3 separate regions of the Mus musculus genome follow, and regions 2 and 3 are each linked to region 1. The links are chromatin contacts, called in public Hi-C maps. All regions are on one chromosome and are shown on one strand. Each heading gives the region's core, a stretch centred on a gene start, on an enhancer-like site or on the middle of the called end of the contact. The rest is flanking DNA. Distances are from core to core; before and after follow the strand shown. Region 1 holds the start of Eloc (elongin C). Region 2 holds the start of Cops5 (COP9 signalosome subunit 5). Region 3 holds the start of Mybl1 (myeloblastosis oncogene-like 1).

What was found. A called contact is a pair of places that touch in the nucleus more often than the background predicts.
Region 2: a Hi-C map of muscle stem cells shows a contact between it and region 1, with 3 times the contacts expected there. The contact joins the promoter of Cops5 here to the promoter of Eloc in region 1. A contact is called at or near these places in 2 of 484 Hi-C or Micro-C datasets (CD4 T cells and muscle stem cells).
Region 3: a Hi-C map of B cells shows a contact between it and region 1, with 5 read pairs. The contact joins the promoter of Mybl1 here to the promoter of Eloc in region 1. A contact is called at or near these places in 2 of 484 Hi-C or Micro-C datasets (B cells and muscle stem cells).

What each region holds. Positions count from the first base shown.
Region 1 is chr1:16,655,244-16,658,169 of GRCm38.p6, reverse strand. It overlaps Eloc (elongin C), which reads left to right and starts at 1,305. Exons shown (of 4, transcript NM_026456.4): 1 at 1,305-1,348. D030040B21Rik (RIKEN cDNA D030040B21 gene) reads right to left here and starts at 618. Exons shown (of 4, transcript NR_037998.1): 1 at 1-618.
Region 2 is chr1:10,036,566-10,039,503 of GRCm38.p6, reverse strand. It overlaps Cops5 (COP9 signalosome subunit 5), which reads left to right and starts at 1,345. Exons shown (of 8, transcript NM_013715.2): 1 at 1,345-1,834. The coding sequence starts at 1,692. Cspp1 (centrosome and spindle pole associated protein 1) reads right to left here and starts at 1,286. Exons shown (of 30, transcript NM_026493.3): 1 at 1,160-1,286.
Region 3 is chr1:9,698,618-9,701,722 of GRCm38.p6, reverse strand. It overlaps Mybl1 (myeloblastosis oncogene-like 1), which reads left to right and starts at 1,514. Exons shown (of 15, transcript NM_001290397.1): 1 at 1,514-1,788. The coding sequence starts at 1,769.

The sequences.
Region 1 (2,926 bases), core at 56-2,555:
TTTAGTTTTATCTTCTGCTACCAAATGCCTCTTTTACTATGAAACTACTTTGAATTATGGATACAACCAAAACACTTTCATTATTTCTCCAAAGCCTTTGAAAATTAATTCAAGGCCGCAGCTATATTTTTGCTTTCAATTCCATAAAAGCATACATAGCTGCCAAATCAAATAAAGCAAAAACACAAACACAAACAAACAGACAAACACTTTCAGAGCAACCCATGGTAGGCAACACCTGTCGTTTCAACACTTTGAGGCTGAAACAGAATTATAAATTGGAGTTGGAGGGCAGCCAAGGATTACATAGGGAAATTACTGTGCCTGATGGCTAAGGAAGGAGATAGAATTGTCCCCAAATACATAGCTAGTCTGGGACTCGTAGTTCCAGGGTAACACTGAAATACCCTGTCTCAAAAATTCAAAAACAAAACCCTTTGAGAAGTTTCAGAAATTCCAAATAGCACATACATACTATACTTCCTTTTGTGGGATACTATTACACAGCTGCGACTGATTAACTGAGTATCTTGAATCTAGGTTTTCAAGCCCACTCCATGAAAACAGCAGAGAGGAAACTTAACTGAGCTGCTTTTCAGCTTTCTAGGAAAGGTGCCTAGGTAACCACGGAAAAGCCAATGAAAAGGTTTGGTTGAGGGGGGCGTGGAACTGGGGAGGTGAGGAGCAGAAATAATGGGCCCTGATTTAAGTAATGGTGATAGGCAGCGAGAACTGGACGGGTGGGCGTGGCATATTTCAGTAAACACTGACCTATATCGGGAAGAGAGGAAATGAGGCAAACACATTGGGAGCTTGTTAAGATGCCCGTTGATGTGTATTACTTTAAACAAAGAGGTTGAGACAAGCTTTAAAGACATCAAAAATTTCAGCGCTACACAGAAAACCACAAGTCCCAAGATGCAGTGTCACTTCGGACCAAACACTAGCCGAAACCTTGTAAGAAACTACATATCCCAGAATGCACTGCTGCCTCGCCGGCTCAGCTTTTCTCGGCAGAAATTGGATCCGGATGGCGCTGCATTCTGGGAACCAAGAAGTCCTAGCATCTCATTGGTTGGGATTTGGTAGCGATGTCTCTTAAATGGGCCTGTTTTACTGCCCACAACGCACTTCCTCCAGACGCAAGTTACCGGCAGATCGCGTCTCGGCCTTGCCAGGTACCAGTCTCCCGCGCGTTACAGAAAGCGGCTGTGACGCGACGGAAGTAATTCCTTTCTGTGCCCCGGAACCCACAGGGGTAGGCCGCTGGGGGTGGGAGGGGGGCGGCCCTGAATAGGGGCTGTGGCGGTACGTGGGGTTACGGCTGCGGTAGCTGCGGGACTGGCTAGTGAGTGTCGGGCTATGGTGGGAATCGGGATCTGATTTCGCTAGGAGAGTTAGTGCGGCTGGGACTGGATGCTTTAGTTATCCCTCTGCTCACCCCTTCCCGTCTGGGCGGGGAAGGAACGGAAGCTCTGAGTCTCTCCGGCCTCCCCAGCTCCTGGCTTGGGGGAGGGGAGAGGAGTTTGGCGGGACCTTAACTAGCTCAGCTCGGTGGGTCTGGAAAGGGGAGAGGACAGGAGGTGCGGGCTGGCTGGGCCTCCTCCAGGCTGAGCGCGGGGAGGGTGGAGTTAAGAGCATGGCAGCCGGATCGCTTTTCCGTTTTGCCTACCTCATGTGCGCTTGTATTTGTTTTACTGTTAAAATCAGTCGCTAGACCCAGGAGAGAGCCCTCGCCGCTTTAAGCTATAGGACCCTGAAAGAAAGTTTACCTTCTGGACAACTTGGGTAATTTCTGCCTGGCTGGGTACATTGGCTCATTTGTGCATCTATCTACCTCTCATTTTTGCCTGAAAGGAGTTATCTAGTGCCAGGTACAGTGCCCATTTATTTAGTTTCCCTTAAGGAACTCTTCAGTTTTGTGAGCATGAAAGTTTTGTCATTTAGTGCAAGCATGCCTACTCTGCACTTTCTAGTGTAGAAAGCAATTGAAATAGTTTTACAACTTGGTCCATACTACCAGATCTGCTTCTTAGTCCCAAATTGAATTTTATTTTCTGTTAAGTGGTCTAAGATGGTAAATACTTGATCTCGTTTATATTATGTGTTATTAAGCCGTCGAAGTTCACAAGTGGATTTAATCTTCAGTGATGAGTAAACTGTTGTGGTTTTATATCATGGATGTTTGTTAATTTATAGTAATTTGGGGTTTCTATATTTCTATTTATCAATTTTTTGAGTACTCTTGGATGACATGGAAGTTGTACTCAGTAACTCGTCTGGTCTAAATGTGTGGCCCACCAGGCCTATCTCCCAGTTGTTAGTTTTAAAGGTGTAGCCGCCATGCTGGCTCTTATCTTTTCAACTTGCTTGGATTAACCTTGGACCTCAACTACACTGAGTCCGCACTCTTGTGTGCCACTACTCCATATCTTCATCCCCCTATTTAATTTATAAATGGCTTCTCATCCTTCATATGATATTTCTCTAATTACCAGACTGGGTCGGTAATTTGATGTAGCATGTTTGCCTAATGTCCAGAGACCCTGGGCTGGTTCTCCAGCATCACACACACACACACAAGAAATGTTGGTTTATTACCTCATAATGCTATTTTTTAAAAAAATCCATTTCTTTTTTGAGACTTGTAGCCCTTGCTAGCCTGAAACTCGACCATGTATACTTGCATGGCCCGTATGCCTCTGGCTTCCAAGCACTGGGATTGAAGGAGTAGATCACCACACCCAGATGGTATCTATTTCAAATGGAGAAAATCTGCTTCATTGCTAGATAAGATAGGAATGCTGCAGTGTACATAGGCAATGGTATAGAAGCAAGGTGATAGTTTACTTCTCTGTATACTAAGTTCTTAAGAAATTGCGCAGATCTTCGTCTTATTGCTTCAGGGAAAGATTGGGGTTTTGTG
Region 2 (2,938 bases), core at 96-2,595, 6.6 Mb after region 1:
ACCATTTCAACATGTTATTCTGTATGTTTCGAGTGGCTGTGTATTGTGACCACTGGAACAAGCTTACACAAGCTTCTCAGAAAGAACTTAAGATACTAATGTACTCTAATGTCCCTAGTGTGCCCGAAGTTATACTTTAAGAAGATTCTATTTTTATTTTTGGTTTCGTTATTTTGTCTCCAATAGTCCAGGGAGAAAGCGGGGTTGGAACTCTTGATTCTCCATTCTCCACCTCCCAAGTACTGGAATTAGAAGAATGTTGCAATGTCCTTGCTCTGTTTTGTTTGCCCAGCTCCTTGACTTTTTGAAACAGGGTCTCCTGCAGCCCAGGCAAAAGCACCTGCATTAGAAGAGGATACAGACGGGCAGTAGTGGTGCACGCCTTGAATCCCAGCACTCAAGCAGGCAGCTCTCGAGTTTGAGGCCAGCCTGGACTACATAGTTCCAGAACTGCAAAAACCCCGGGGTCCAGGTGAAGCAGCTACAGAGCCTTCGAATTCCTGTGAAGGAGCAGTTACTGACGAAGAGTTAAGGAAAGGCATCTCCGAGCTGTGCTTTTTAAAATCTGTGTGCTCTAAAGCAGAAATGTCAAGAAGTGCATTTCAAGCAATGCCTAACAACTAATATATTACTAAGCCAAGGAAAAAAGTTCTAATAGAATGAAAAACTGGGTTGGGGGAGCTAAAAGAAGATGATGAAGCTGGAGAAGTCTTTAAGAACCGTGTTACGAAAAAAATTAAATATATTAGAATTAAATAAAACACAAATTTCATGCATGCCTTCAACTTACAGTCTAGTGGGCAATTGGGGATGAGAATGTGAGGGAAGAAAACCTAAAAATACGACTGAAACAAATTTCACATTAACTGCTGGAAGGCACAGGTTGCGGAGATTAAATCTGCACTGAGACAAACCTTTTTTAAAAAGTAGCGCCTAAGGCATTCACCGCTCCTAACACTTGTATAAAATGTTACCCTATAAAGTCCCTAAAAAAGTTAATCTTAGCAACCGGTAACTTTTGCTTGCCACCTCGCAACAGTAGCGAAAACACAAAAGCGGAACGCCAACCACAAACCCCGGAGGCTTAACACACCGCAAATTATCTTAAAAGAGTCACGCGATCTTCCCCCTCCAAAACCAATAATCCGGAGATACTTACACCTCTGTTTCTCTAGAGATATTTAGTATTCCAAACAATTTATTTCGTTTGAAGCACCTACACTCACATAAACATAATTCCCCAAACTCAAGTTTCCTCCTACACACAATATGGTGGCATCTGAGTCTGCGCAGTACGAGCCGAGCCGGCCGACTCCTTCCTGGCAGGCCAATAGTCCCGCCTTCCGGCGCGAAAGGCTGTACCATTCCCACACCGAGGCTTTGCGTCCCTCGCAGTTCACACGAACGGATTTCCGAGCCAGCATGTTCTCGTTTCACCGGCAAGACTGATCTTAGCCGAGCCGAGCCGAGCCAACCCTAAGGAAGTGTTTTCTATGTCGCTGCGCCGCCGCCGCGCCCCAGCGCGCGAATGGTCTGGACCAACGTCACCTCCGGTCTCAAGTGTCATGGCTGCCTTGAGAGTCTAGTGAGTGTGCACCCTGGTGGGGAAGGTCCAAAGCCCGCACGCTGAGGCCCAGTAGAAGAAAGTTGCATCTTGATTGTGGAGCGACAGCTTCTCCGGTGCCTCGGCCATGGCAGCTTCCGGGAGTGGTATGGCCCAGAAAACCTGGGAATTGGCCAACAACATGCAGGAAGCGCAGAGTATCGATGAAATCTACAAATATGACAAAAAACAACAACAAGAAATCCTGGCGGCGAAACCCTGGACTAAGGAGTGAGGAGGTCCCTGGCGAGACGCAGGGGAGGGCAGGGATGGCGGGACTGTGAGAGACCCGCGAGGGGTGGGAGATGAAGGGTGTGGTGAGCTTGGCTTTCTGTGGGGCGTCGACCGAATATTGGCCACAGTGGCCTTAGTCTGCCTTGTCAGTAGAGCCTTACCTGTCCTCTAGGGCCTGCTTCGATTCCCCTTTTAGAAAGTTTCTTGCCTTCAGGGCGTGTAAAGGGCTGACTTGGGGTGCGACTTTTGTCAACATGATTATTTTTGTAAATCTCACACACTCTGCCTTGAACCTGGTGGCTACATGCAGTTAGTTGCAGCCTTCAGTAGATTCCCAAACTGAAGAGCGTGGCTGTTTTTATAAATCGAATGAGCAGAGCATTGATTTAAAAAAAAAAAAAAAATCCATGAGCTCTTGGATTGATTGGTTTGGTTTTTTTTCAGCTCTTTAGACACATACCAAATCCTCTTAGCAGTTCCCTACAATACTACTACAATTCATGTAAACCAGGAATTATAAGAGAGAGCTTAGAAGCATTTTCCCCAGCCAAATCCATGTATCTTTGGGATTGACGACAAGTCAAATGATTCTTTAGAGCAAATTGTATTAAGGAGAGTGAAGAAAAAAATTACAAAAGGTTGCTGAGTAGACTGTCTTGCTGTCTCCAGGTGTTTTGTTCTGATGGCACAGCTGGCTTTAACCGTCAGTACTCTGTTTTCAGTGTTTATTGAGTTCTTACTGTGGGCCTGGCACTGGCCTGAAGATTTTCGTGTCTTTTAATAATCTTGACAATCCAGGATTCTTTCCCTTTCTGTAAATAGAAAAATAAGCAAATACATTCAGAAACACACCTCATGGTCATACTATAGCAATGAGCTTAGGTTCAATAGACTGAAAATCAGGTCTCAATAACTGTCATTTAGACTGTTGACTGGCATTAGGAAACTAAAGTATCTAAACTTATCTATAAGATAAAGGTTAAACGTAGCTATTAATGATGTCATGAAGATGAGATAAGGTAATTTATTAAGAAGTTCTGGATGAGCCATATGTAATGAGAGCATAGTAATGGTTGTTTTTATCTTTTTCCCAAGTAGATG
Region 3 (3,105 bases), core at 265-2,764, 7.0 Mb after region 1:
CCAAGAGTAAATATGCTTCCAAATGACATTTGAAGACTAGGAGGAGCATTCCATCATGTAGCCCTGGTGAAGCTAAGGTAGATCATGAAGAAAGTCTGGGCTCTATACTGAGTTCAAGATCAGCCTGGGGTACATAACAACACCTTGTCTCAAAAATATTAATTTCTAAATTAGTCTCTCTCTTTAGAAGCTACTATGGAACTCAGAAAATAATTTAAAAGTGCTTTTCCTTCCCAAAATATATCTTGAGAAAAAGGAAGTTATTTTTTTTTTAAAAGCGAGTGTGTATCTACCTGGTTGTTTTGAATTGCAAGCTCATCTTGATTTGTATTTGCACCTGTATCTCTGATTTGCAAAAGACGATGCGTACAGTTTCAAAATAGCAAAAAATGTCAGTTTGTAACAACATTGATCTGTGGTTCATCACTCTATGCAGTAGAGCATGGTGTCTTGCAAATTTGGGCTCTTCGCCGTGTCTAATCGCTACTGTAGTTAATAATCTCCTTGTATGCTTCTTTAACCGTGTAACTGTTGAGAAGTTGCAACTGTAAGAGGCCCCTTCCCCTATGCAAGATTTCAGTTACTCCAGCTTTCAGGCGCACCTCCGGGACTCTGGGTTCCCCGCGAAGAGCATCCCGCCCCCTTTGTAGACGGAGTACGAGGTTGAGCTTCTGGAGCACTATCAACCTTTTCCCGTTCCACGCAAGCCTCGAGATAACAACTCCCCACTTATCACACTTTTATTCATCTCTGGGGAAAACAAAAGACACAACAACAGGGTCTTGGCCAGTTTCCTTGTCCTTTCGGCGCAGAACTAACTCACACATGCTTAAGAAAATAACGGCCGCGCAAGTTTCCTGGCTAGAAGGTTAAGTAGATGACCGCGCCCTTAAGTGGCGAGACTCACAGCGCGAACTAGCGCCCGCGAGGTCCTCCCCTGCCCAGGACCCCGACTGTCCCCGCCCCAGAGGCACGCTCCGCACCCCTCCGGAGGTGGCGGCGGCTGGATCGGCCCCGGCGCCTCTTCCGGCACACACCCGGGGCGCAGAAACTCGCCTTCCCAGCAATCTCCGCGCCCCACTGGGTGGCTCACCCCGCGTTCCGTGTCCTGTCACCTCGGCCCGTGAACCGGCCTCGCGCCTCCCCCATCCCGCCCCGCCCCTCCCCCGGCTCCACGGCGCTCCGGGACTCCCGCGAGTTCCAATCCTGGCTTCTAGCCCCGCCGGCCCCGCCCTCTGCCGCGCGCGCCCTCGCCGCCCCGCCCCCGCCCCCCTGCGCGCGGCCGCCCCAGCCAATGAGGTTCGGGGCCGCGTGCGCAGATTCAAACGGCGGCTCTTGAGGGAGGCTGGGCGCGAGATTCGGCGGTGCGGACAAAACCCTGCAGGAGGCTGCGAGTGCTGCAGTGCTGCTCGCTGCGGGGAGAGGGCGGGGGTCGGCGCCCGTGACGGAGCGGCGCAGGGCCGGCAGCTCTGAGGCGGAGGCGGCGGCGGCGGGCGGGGCGGCGGCGGGCGGGAGCACGCCTCCTGACATGTCCAGGGCATCCCTGGCCGGGCCCGGCCGCGGCTAGGAGCAGTGGGTCTTGGTCCGCCCCTCTGTCCCTCAGTCCCGCCTGGCCCTGACCTGACCGGGCCTGCTTTCCGCTCTCGGTCACCTGAGGGAAGGAGTTGGGGAAGCGGCGGGTGGGTCTCGGAGAGGGAGCATTGGCCCCAGGCTGGAGGAGGCTGACCCCGCGTCCCCGCCCAGCCCGCGCCTATGCGGTACTTGAAGGATGGCGAAGAGGTCGCGCAGGTGGGTGCCATCCCCTCGGACCCGGCCTAGCGGCCCTGTCTCGACTCTTGCTCTCTGTCCTTTCCTGCTGGTCCCCACTTAGGCCCTCTCGAGCCTGGGGGGCATAGGTTTTCCTGTTCGGTGGGTGTCCCACACCCGCTTCGGCCGCGCTGGCCTGAGAGCATCTATCATTATTAGACTCCATCATTATTAGACGACTGTGTGTAGGACTCTCTCTAACAAATGCTCAGGTTGCTGCATTGACGGATTCTCCCACAGCTCACGCCCAGACTTCTAACTTCTCACAGCCACTTTCAGGGAGGTTTCTTGCCAGGTAAGTTTGCCCACTGTCAGGGGATACGCCACGCCAGGGGAAGCGGTTGTGTTTGCCTGGATGACTTGAAATGGGGTTCTCTCCTCTGACTTAATCGTGCCAAATCAAAACAGATCTCCTTGACAAACCTGGGCGGGCACGGTTCTGGGAAATCTTGAGAAGGGAATTCGCTAAATCTCCCTTGTGCGCACTGCTCTTCTGAGCTTTTCTTTTTCTTAGTATCTTCTGAGGACATTGTTACGTTGTTACTATCGAGTAAACTTGATCCTAAACCAATGTGTCTTAGTTACTTTGTATCTCAAGTATTCATGTTTGATTCTGATTGTATCGGCATTGTAACAAGTAGGACACAATGTTGTTGTTGTAGAAAGATGTGCTAGGATGTCTTTATGCACCTAACTTTTATTTTATGCTATTGTAATAGCTACTCCTAAATTGTGTGGCATAATCAGATGACAAAAAAATCTAGTGTCTCGATTTTCAGTATTAAGGAAACCTGAAAAGTATTTCTCAGAATTTCCATTTATCTAGATACACAGCTTCAAAATCTAAGAGTCATATTCCCTGAGCTGAAATTTAGTACTGAGAGTCATTCATTGCAGAGTTTGATTTAAAATAACTACGCATAAAATACTTGGCTTTATTCATATATTCTTCTATATGTAGGTTGGTTCTGCAGATATCAACATAAATTTAATTATGACATAATTACTTTATATAAAGTGGCTGCAGAATAGATTGAACATTGAAGTGGAACAAGTGTGCATATACGCATACACCCACAGGCACACTACCTTGGTCTTTTATCATTTTGGATGAGGTAGTTGTAGGGGTTTTTAGCAGCACCTTTACCTTTACTCAGTAGAAGACAGTAGCCCTTTTTCCTACAGTCAGGACAACCAAAACTGTTTACAGATGGTGCCACATATCTCTGGGGGGATGGAATCTGGACCATGCAGGTAAGAACTGCTGATCTACAACTTCAAAGACATAACATTCCCATC